Regions from separate parts of the Sus scrofa genome. Here region 2 is linked to region 1. A link is a contact called in public HiChIP or PLAC-seq data. All regions are on one chromosome and are shown on one strand. The core of a region is the stretch at or near the end of the contact, and the rest is flanking DNA. Distances in the headings are between cores, read along the strand shown.

Region 1 (3,185 bases), core at 457-2,956:
CGACCCATGGGAAGGGGGCAGGTCCATCCCCTGCGTTAGGGATCATTAGGGAGGGTCTTCTCTTCTTGGCACGCGCTTTTTGAGCACCTGCGCCCTTCTGCAGAAGTAAAGAGCCTTGTCCAGATCTCCCATGTTCATGGGTCTCATTTTCCCACACTGACGATCCGAGCCATGTTCCCAACACCAGGTTGAAAGTTCAGAGTTAAAACCCCACCAATATATGAACAAGAAAAGGAAAAAGCACAACCAGGTGCGACAACAGCAAGAAAGCCCCCCCCCCTCACCTGGCTCCCAAACTGTGCACACCCTAAAGCTCATCCCAGCCATAAGGTCACAAGCACGGGAGACCTGTCACCTTGTCCCTCAGTTGGGCAGCCCTTCAAAACCTTGGGGGGGGGTGGCATCCCTCATCCCTCACAAGGCTCGAGCAGCTGTGATCCATGCACCTGAGACCGGCAGCAGGTGTAGACCTCCCAGACTGGTGGGAACAAAGGGGTGGGGGCACCCGAGACGGGCAAAGCTGTAGGGACGCCACCAGTTACGAATGATGCCATTGCAAATCTCCTAGGAAACAGTCTGGAAAGATGTAATAACAGCTATAAAGTCGTTTTTAACCCTTCTGGTCATTCCTCTTCAGAAGTACACTTAAAGAAAAAAATACTTTGTAGAATGCTCATAAATGTTCTAGAATTAGATGATGGTTGCACCACTGTGTGAATATATTAAAAACTACTGAATTATACACTTTGAAAAAGGGGAAATTTTACAGTAGGTGAATCATAATTCAACTTTTTTAAAAAGTTTGCAAAGTACTATTTAAAATAGCAGAAAGTGTTGTGGTGCAGCAGAAACGCATCCGACTAGGAACCATGACGTTTCGGTTCGATCCCTGGCCTCACGCAGTGGGTTAAGGATCTGGTGTTGCCATGAGCTGTAGTGTAGGTCACAGATGTGGCTCGGACCTGGCGTTGCTGTGGCTGTGGTGTAGGCCAGCAGCTGTAGCTCCGATTCAACCCCTAGCCTGGGAACCTCCATATGCCGCCCTATAAAGAAAAAAAAAAAAAAAGTAAGAAGTCGAAGCAACCAAGATGCTTCATAATAGAACAATTCATATTCTGTGCTATAAACAGAACTGAACAGAAACGGTGGAAGATACATATATTTTGTAGATTGTCGATACATGGAAATTTAAATACATACATAAGTAAGAGAGAGGGTAGTGGGTGAAGAATGGGCATAACAGAGCACCTCAGATCAGTCCCGGGTCTTTATATAACCCGACGAAAGGCACCTAGGAGCCACTCGGAGCCCAGAGAGGCTGAGCTCACTGCTGGCCCCCCAACTTGAAAGAAGAGCAGCAACCCCATTTGCATTTCTGTGCGAATCCTTCAAACAATCCCGAGAGACAGGTGATGGGTTGAAATCTTTACTAGAGACTGTGCTGGAGACGCAGCCTTCAGAGCTGGGGCCAGAAACCCCGTCCCCGTCGCCTGCGCACCGTGGGAGATGCTGGTTTTCCCCGCAAAAACACAGGTTTTAAAACAAAACCACGAAAAGCTAGCTGTGATCTCTACCAGCAGCTCCCAGGACCGCTAAAAATAACAAGGGGAGCGGGCCAAAGAGAGAGTGAGCCCCGGGCTGGCCAGCAGGCTCCCCGGTCAGGAGAGCTGGCGGGGGCCCTGGGCTCACCTTGCAGATGGCCCCGCTGCTGGCCCTGCTGAGTGAGCTCCCAGCCCCTTCTGGCATGTCAGGCTGGAGGCAGGACAGCTGGCGTGGACCTGGGAGGATGCTGGCTGCCTTGGTCCCTCAGGGAGAGGCAGGCAATGGGCGCTCCCACCCCCAGTGGTCAATGGGCATCACGCCAGCGCCAGAACAGGGACCCTCGCAAAGTAGGGACAGCTACTCCGTCCTCAGAAAGCCTTCCTCCTTCCTCCTGCCAGAAAAAAGGAGCCTTGCAGTCAGCGGGGAAACTAGGGCAGCAGAGAGCCGGCCCGGAGTGCATCCTGGCAGGAAGGCCGAGGGCGTGGAGGGCTCCACAGTTAGAAGCCTGGGTTCTGCGCCATCGCCGCAGACCTGGGGCCACATCTCAACACTCCCAGAACGGCAGCCCAGTCCACGCAACTGAACCTCGGTCCATGAACCACCCAGCCCCCTTCCAGCAGAGCCCTTCCCAGGGGCCGGTGACCAGTGGCCGTGATGAGGGCTGGCAGGGGTCCTCTCCCCACACAGGCTAGGGGCCCAGCCAGGGTCGCTCCTCGTATAGCCCACGTGCTGCTTCAGGAGACCCTGGGCGGGTAGCCAGGGTTTCTATGACTCCTGGGGGCTCACTGGACAGGGACTCTGCAGAGGGGTGCTGGGCGCTGGGGCTGCAGGAGGACACTCTGCCCCCACCTCCTCCCCTGCGCTCTCTCCCCCTCCTGCCTCTGCAGCAAACTCCTCTGGGCCAGAGGCTGCGGCAGAAGCAGAGAAAACACCTCTCACCCAGCCATGAAGGGAGGGCACTGGGGAAGCCAGCCTCCCCACCGTGACATGGATTCTGGGGCCGGGGGGGGGTGGGGGGCAATCCAAACCACCTTGAGCTCAGGAGCCCCTGTCCCTGGGCCAGCAGCCCCTCCCCTTCCAGCACTCAGGCCGCAGTCTAGGCTGCCACCAGGAGCAGGGTCGCTCCGTGCTCCCAGCAAAGGAGTTAGCAAGGTCTACACAACTGCAGCAGGATGGGGACCTGGCGGCAGGGCGAGGGGGGGGGCGGGGAAGAAGGCCGCCACTCTGTCCTTCAGCGGAACTTAACGGTCAGACCGCAGGCTGAGAATCCTGCCTCGGACACTTGCTGGCCACGCTCAGTCCCACTGCGGCAGTTTGCCTGCTGAGCTCACCAAACAACAGTCAGACACGGTGACCTCTGGCGGGGCGGGCAGCCTCTCCTGCGGCGTCCCATCCCCAACCCTAGGACAAGGCACAGCCGACGCCTTGATGTGCTGGGCACAGGGCTTACTGCCGTGCTGCGGTGGCTGCTGGGCCCCCCGTGTCTGCTCTGGCTCTCCAGCCAGAACTAGAGTCCAGCAGGGTCCCCCTGAGAGAGGGGCTCCAAAGTAGGACCCAGAGGGGAGAGTACGGGTCAGGGCCTGGGCCACGGGGCTGCAGCAGGGCGCTTCCTCAGGATGCAGAAATGCTTGTCCTTCTGGGGC
Region 2 (3,185 bases), core at 314-2,813, 230 kb before region 1:
AAACACTAGATCCCAGACTGGTGGGAACCAGAGGCTGATAATTAAGATTCTGGAAACATCATCCTATTACCTCACCACCAATCAGGAGTTCCCCTTGTGGCTCAGTGGGTTAGGAACTGGACCAGTGTCCATGAAGATGCCGGTTCGATCCCTGGCCCCGCTCAGTGGGTTAAGGATCTGGCGTTGCCATGAGCTGTGGTGTAGATGGCAGACGAAGCTCTCATCCTGTGTTGCTATGGCTGTGGTATAGGCCAGTAGCTACAGCTCTGATTCAACTCCTAGTCTGAGGACTTCCATATGTGGCAGGTGCAGCACTAAAAAGAAAAGAAAAAGAAAAGAGACATTGGGGCAGGACTCTCAGAACTGTTGGCTTCACTGGTCCCTGCTGATCTGCCCTCCTCTAGATGAAGCTGGAAGCCTGGAGCCCACCTGGGCCTGACTCCAAGCGCCTGTATCCTCCAGGTGGCTGCTCCACGTGGGCTCACAAGGATAGGCTGACCCTCAGTCTGCTCCTTCCCTGCCTGCCACTCCCGAGCCACAGACAGTTCAACTTTTTTCTTTTCTTATCTTTTTTTTCAGGGCCAAACATGTGGCACATGGAGGTTCCCAGGCTATGGGTCAAACCAAAACTATAGCCACCGGCCTGCACCACAGCCACAGGAACGCGAGATCCAAGCCACCTCTGTGACTTACACCACACCTCACGGCAATGCCGGATCCTTAACCCACTGATCGAGGCCAGGGATCGAATCTGCATCCTCACGGATACTAGCTGGGTTCGTCGTTACCACAGAGCCATGATGGGAACTCCTGATATAGATTTTGATCCCTCTAAGAGGTGAAGCATGACTCCCGCCCAGGAAGCAGGGGCTGCACCCAGCGACTACAGAAGGAGTTCCCGTCGTGGCGCAGTGGTTAACGAATCCGACTAGGAACAATGAGGTTGCGGGTTCGATCCCTGCCTTTGCTCAGTGGGTTAACGATCTGGCGTGGCCGTGAGTTGTGGTGTAGGTTGCAGATGCGGCTCAGATCCCACGTTGCTGTGGCTCTGGCATAGGCCTGTGCCTATGGCTCCAATTAGACCCCTAGCCTAGGAACCTCCATATGCCGCGGGAGTGGCCCAAGAAATGGCAAAAAGACAAAAAAAAAAAAAAAAAAACAACAAAAAAACCACAAAATCTATATCAATTATTTAGAAGTCGCGCATAAGGGAGATTTCTCTTTCCCTTTGACTGCCGTCTTCAATTTATTTGTATCACAATGGACTCATGGATATTTGTTTCCCACTTTGAGTTGTTAGGAAATACGATTGTTTTTGTTCAAATTGTTCCTACGTTTGCCCTGGGGAGCTCCTTCAGTTGGCTCTGTGTCCCTTTGCCTTAGTGCTGTCACTTTGTGTCAGGGAGCACTTTCTTAACTTTCCGGCTGTAGGAGATGCTCCAGGCTCCTCCCCCAGGCCAGACTCAGCCCCTTCTCCAAGGAGCCCTGGTGTCTGTTACAGAGGAGCATGGGCTTAGGAGCCCAGCTGTGTGTGTTTCTGGCCACTTGGGTGTCGTTGCTTCTAGCCTCTCAAGGGCCAAGGGCATGTGTAAACATAAATAACCCCTGGCTAGACCCATAACCATGATGTCTATATTTACCCACTGACATTTCTGTAAGCTAACTAAACACGAGTTCCTAGCGTCATCTCCCAACGCTGACCCAGTGTCATGTGGTTTGTCCTAGCCTCCTCCCCCACTGCCCCTGTCTTATCTGTAACTGGCTCTCACCCCCCATCATCTCTGTACTCTTTTATTTATCCAGGTGGTTCAGGATTCTTAGCCTGGGCTCGGGGAGAGACAACTTTACCAACAAGAGCAGAGTGCTGCACGCAATCCCTGCCACCCCCCCCACACCGCCTTTCCTTTCTTTTTCGGCTACATCTGCTGTGTATGGAAGTTCCCCAGCCAGGGATTGAATCCTAGCCTCACCTCTGACCTACGTCACAGCTGTGGCAACATCAGATCCTAAAGCCACTGCCCCAGGTGGGGATCGAACCCGGCAAAGCCACAGAGGCAAGCTGGATCATTAACCCACTTCGCCACAGTGGGAACGCCATAGCCCCTTTTGTCTAAAGACTTTGTCTAAAGTCATGGTTACCATTCATTCCCAAAGCTTTATTTTTAATTAAAAAAAAAATTTTTTTTTGTCTTTTTAGGGCCGTACCTGCAGTATATGGAGGTTCCCAGACTAGGGGTCCAATCAGAGCTGTAGCCTCCAGCCTACACCAGAGCCACAGCAACGTGGGATCCGAGCCTCGTCTGCGACCTACACCACCGCTCATGGCAGCGCCGGATCCTTAACCCACTGAGCGAGGCCAGGGATCGAACCTGCAACCTCATGTTCCCAGTCCAAAGATTCGTTAACCACTGCGCCACGACGGGAACTCCCCAAAGCTTTATTTTTTAAAGTTAAAGTATAGTTGATTTTCAATATTGTGCCGACTTCAGCCCCTTTTCTCGCCCACCTCCTTCAGGGCGGTTTCAAACTGCTTCTCTAACACAGTGGGGATTCCACGCTGGGGTCGCTAACATCCTAATTTTTTTTTTTTTTTAATTTGTCCCCGCTAAGTTTCCCTCTGTGCTCTAAAGCCCCAAGAGGCTGACGAGGTACAGTGTCACACACCCACCATCTCAGCACCATTACAGCCCACTTTCACTTCCCCTCCAAACCCCCTGTGCTTCGCCAACTCAGCCCTCCTTCCAGCCCCTCAGTGTCCAGGGATCTGTCTTCCTTTTCCATCTTCTGTGTCTTAACTGAGCTTGACGTTGGCCGTGGCGCCTGCCCACCAGCATCGTTGAAAACCCTTCTCTCCGATTGCCTTGGTTACCTCCCACTGTGGCATCACCTGTCGTCTTCCTTTCTCAGCCAAACCATTTATCTGCCCTCAGCCTGACTTCTCACCTCGCCACTGACACCGCTCCTGCCAAGGTCTCCAATGGCTTCCTTGGTGCCAAACCCAGAGGGCCCTGCGTCCCCTCTGTGGCCACCTCCTGGGGCTGGAAGCCTGAGCCTGTCCTTCTCGCTCTGCGGTGCCACTCCCTCATGACTCATTCCCTCCCGGCCTTAAGAAATGTCCACGTGGACACTTCCCCGCCCCCCCCGGTTTGGAACGTGGGGTCCTCCCACTGAGATGTTCCGGCAGG

Evidence for each region. HiChIP or PLAC-seq counts read pairs in DNA pulled down with a chosen protein or histone mark.
Region 2: an H3K27ac HiChIP or PLAC-seq map of skeletal muscle shows a contact between it and region 1. The contact joins two enhancer-like sites. A contact is called at or near these places in 1 of 47 Hi-C or Micro-C datasets (liver) and 2 of 2 datasets of contacts at active chromatin or transcription factors (alveolar macrophages and skeletal muscle).

Annotation. Positions count from the first base shown.
Region 1 is chr6:69,680,707-69,683,891 of Sscrofa11.1, reverse strand. The region is part of intron 3 of H6PD (GDH/6PGL endoplasmic bifunctional protein); the gene reads right to left. Among named protein-coding and RNA genes, the nearest start is that of H6PD, 16 kb to the right of the region's middle. Within about 2 kb of position 1,706, at least 4 of the 83 cell types and tissues checked have an H3K27ac peak or open chromatin away from gene starts, as enhancers often do. A contact at or near this core is called in skeletal muscle, where this site is marked.
Region 2 is chr6:69,912,444-69,915,628 of Sscrofa11.1, reverse strand. No RefSeq gene overlaps it. Among named protein-coding and RNA genes, the nearest start is that of SLC25A33, 21 kb to the left of the region's middle. Within about 2 kb of position 1,563, at least 9 of the 83 cell types and tissues checked have an H3K27ac peak or open chromatin away from gene starts, as enhancers often do. A contact at or near this core is called in skeletal muscle, where this site is marked.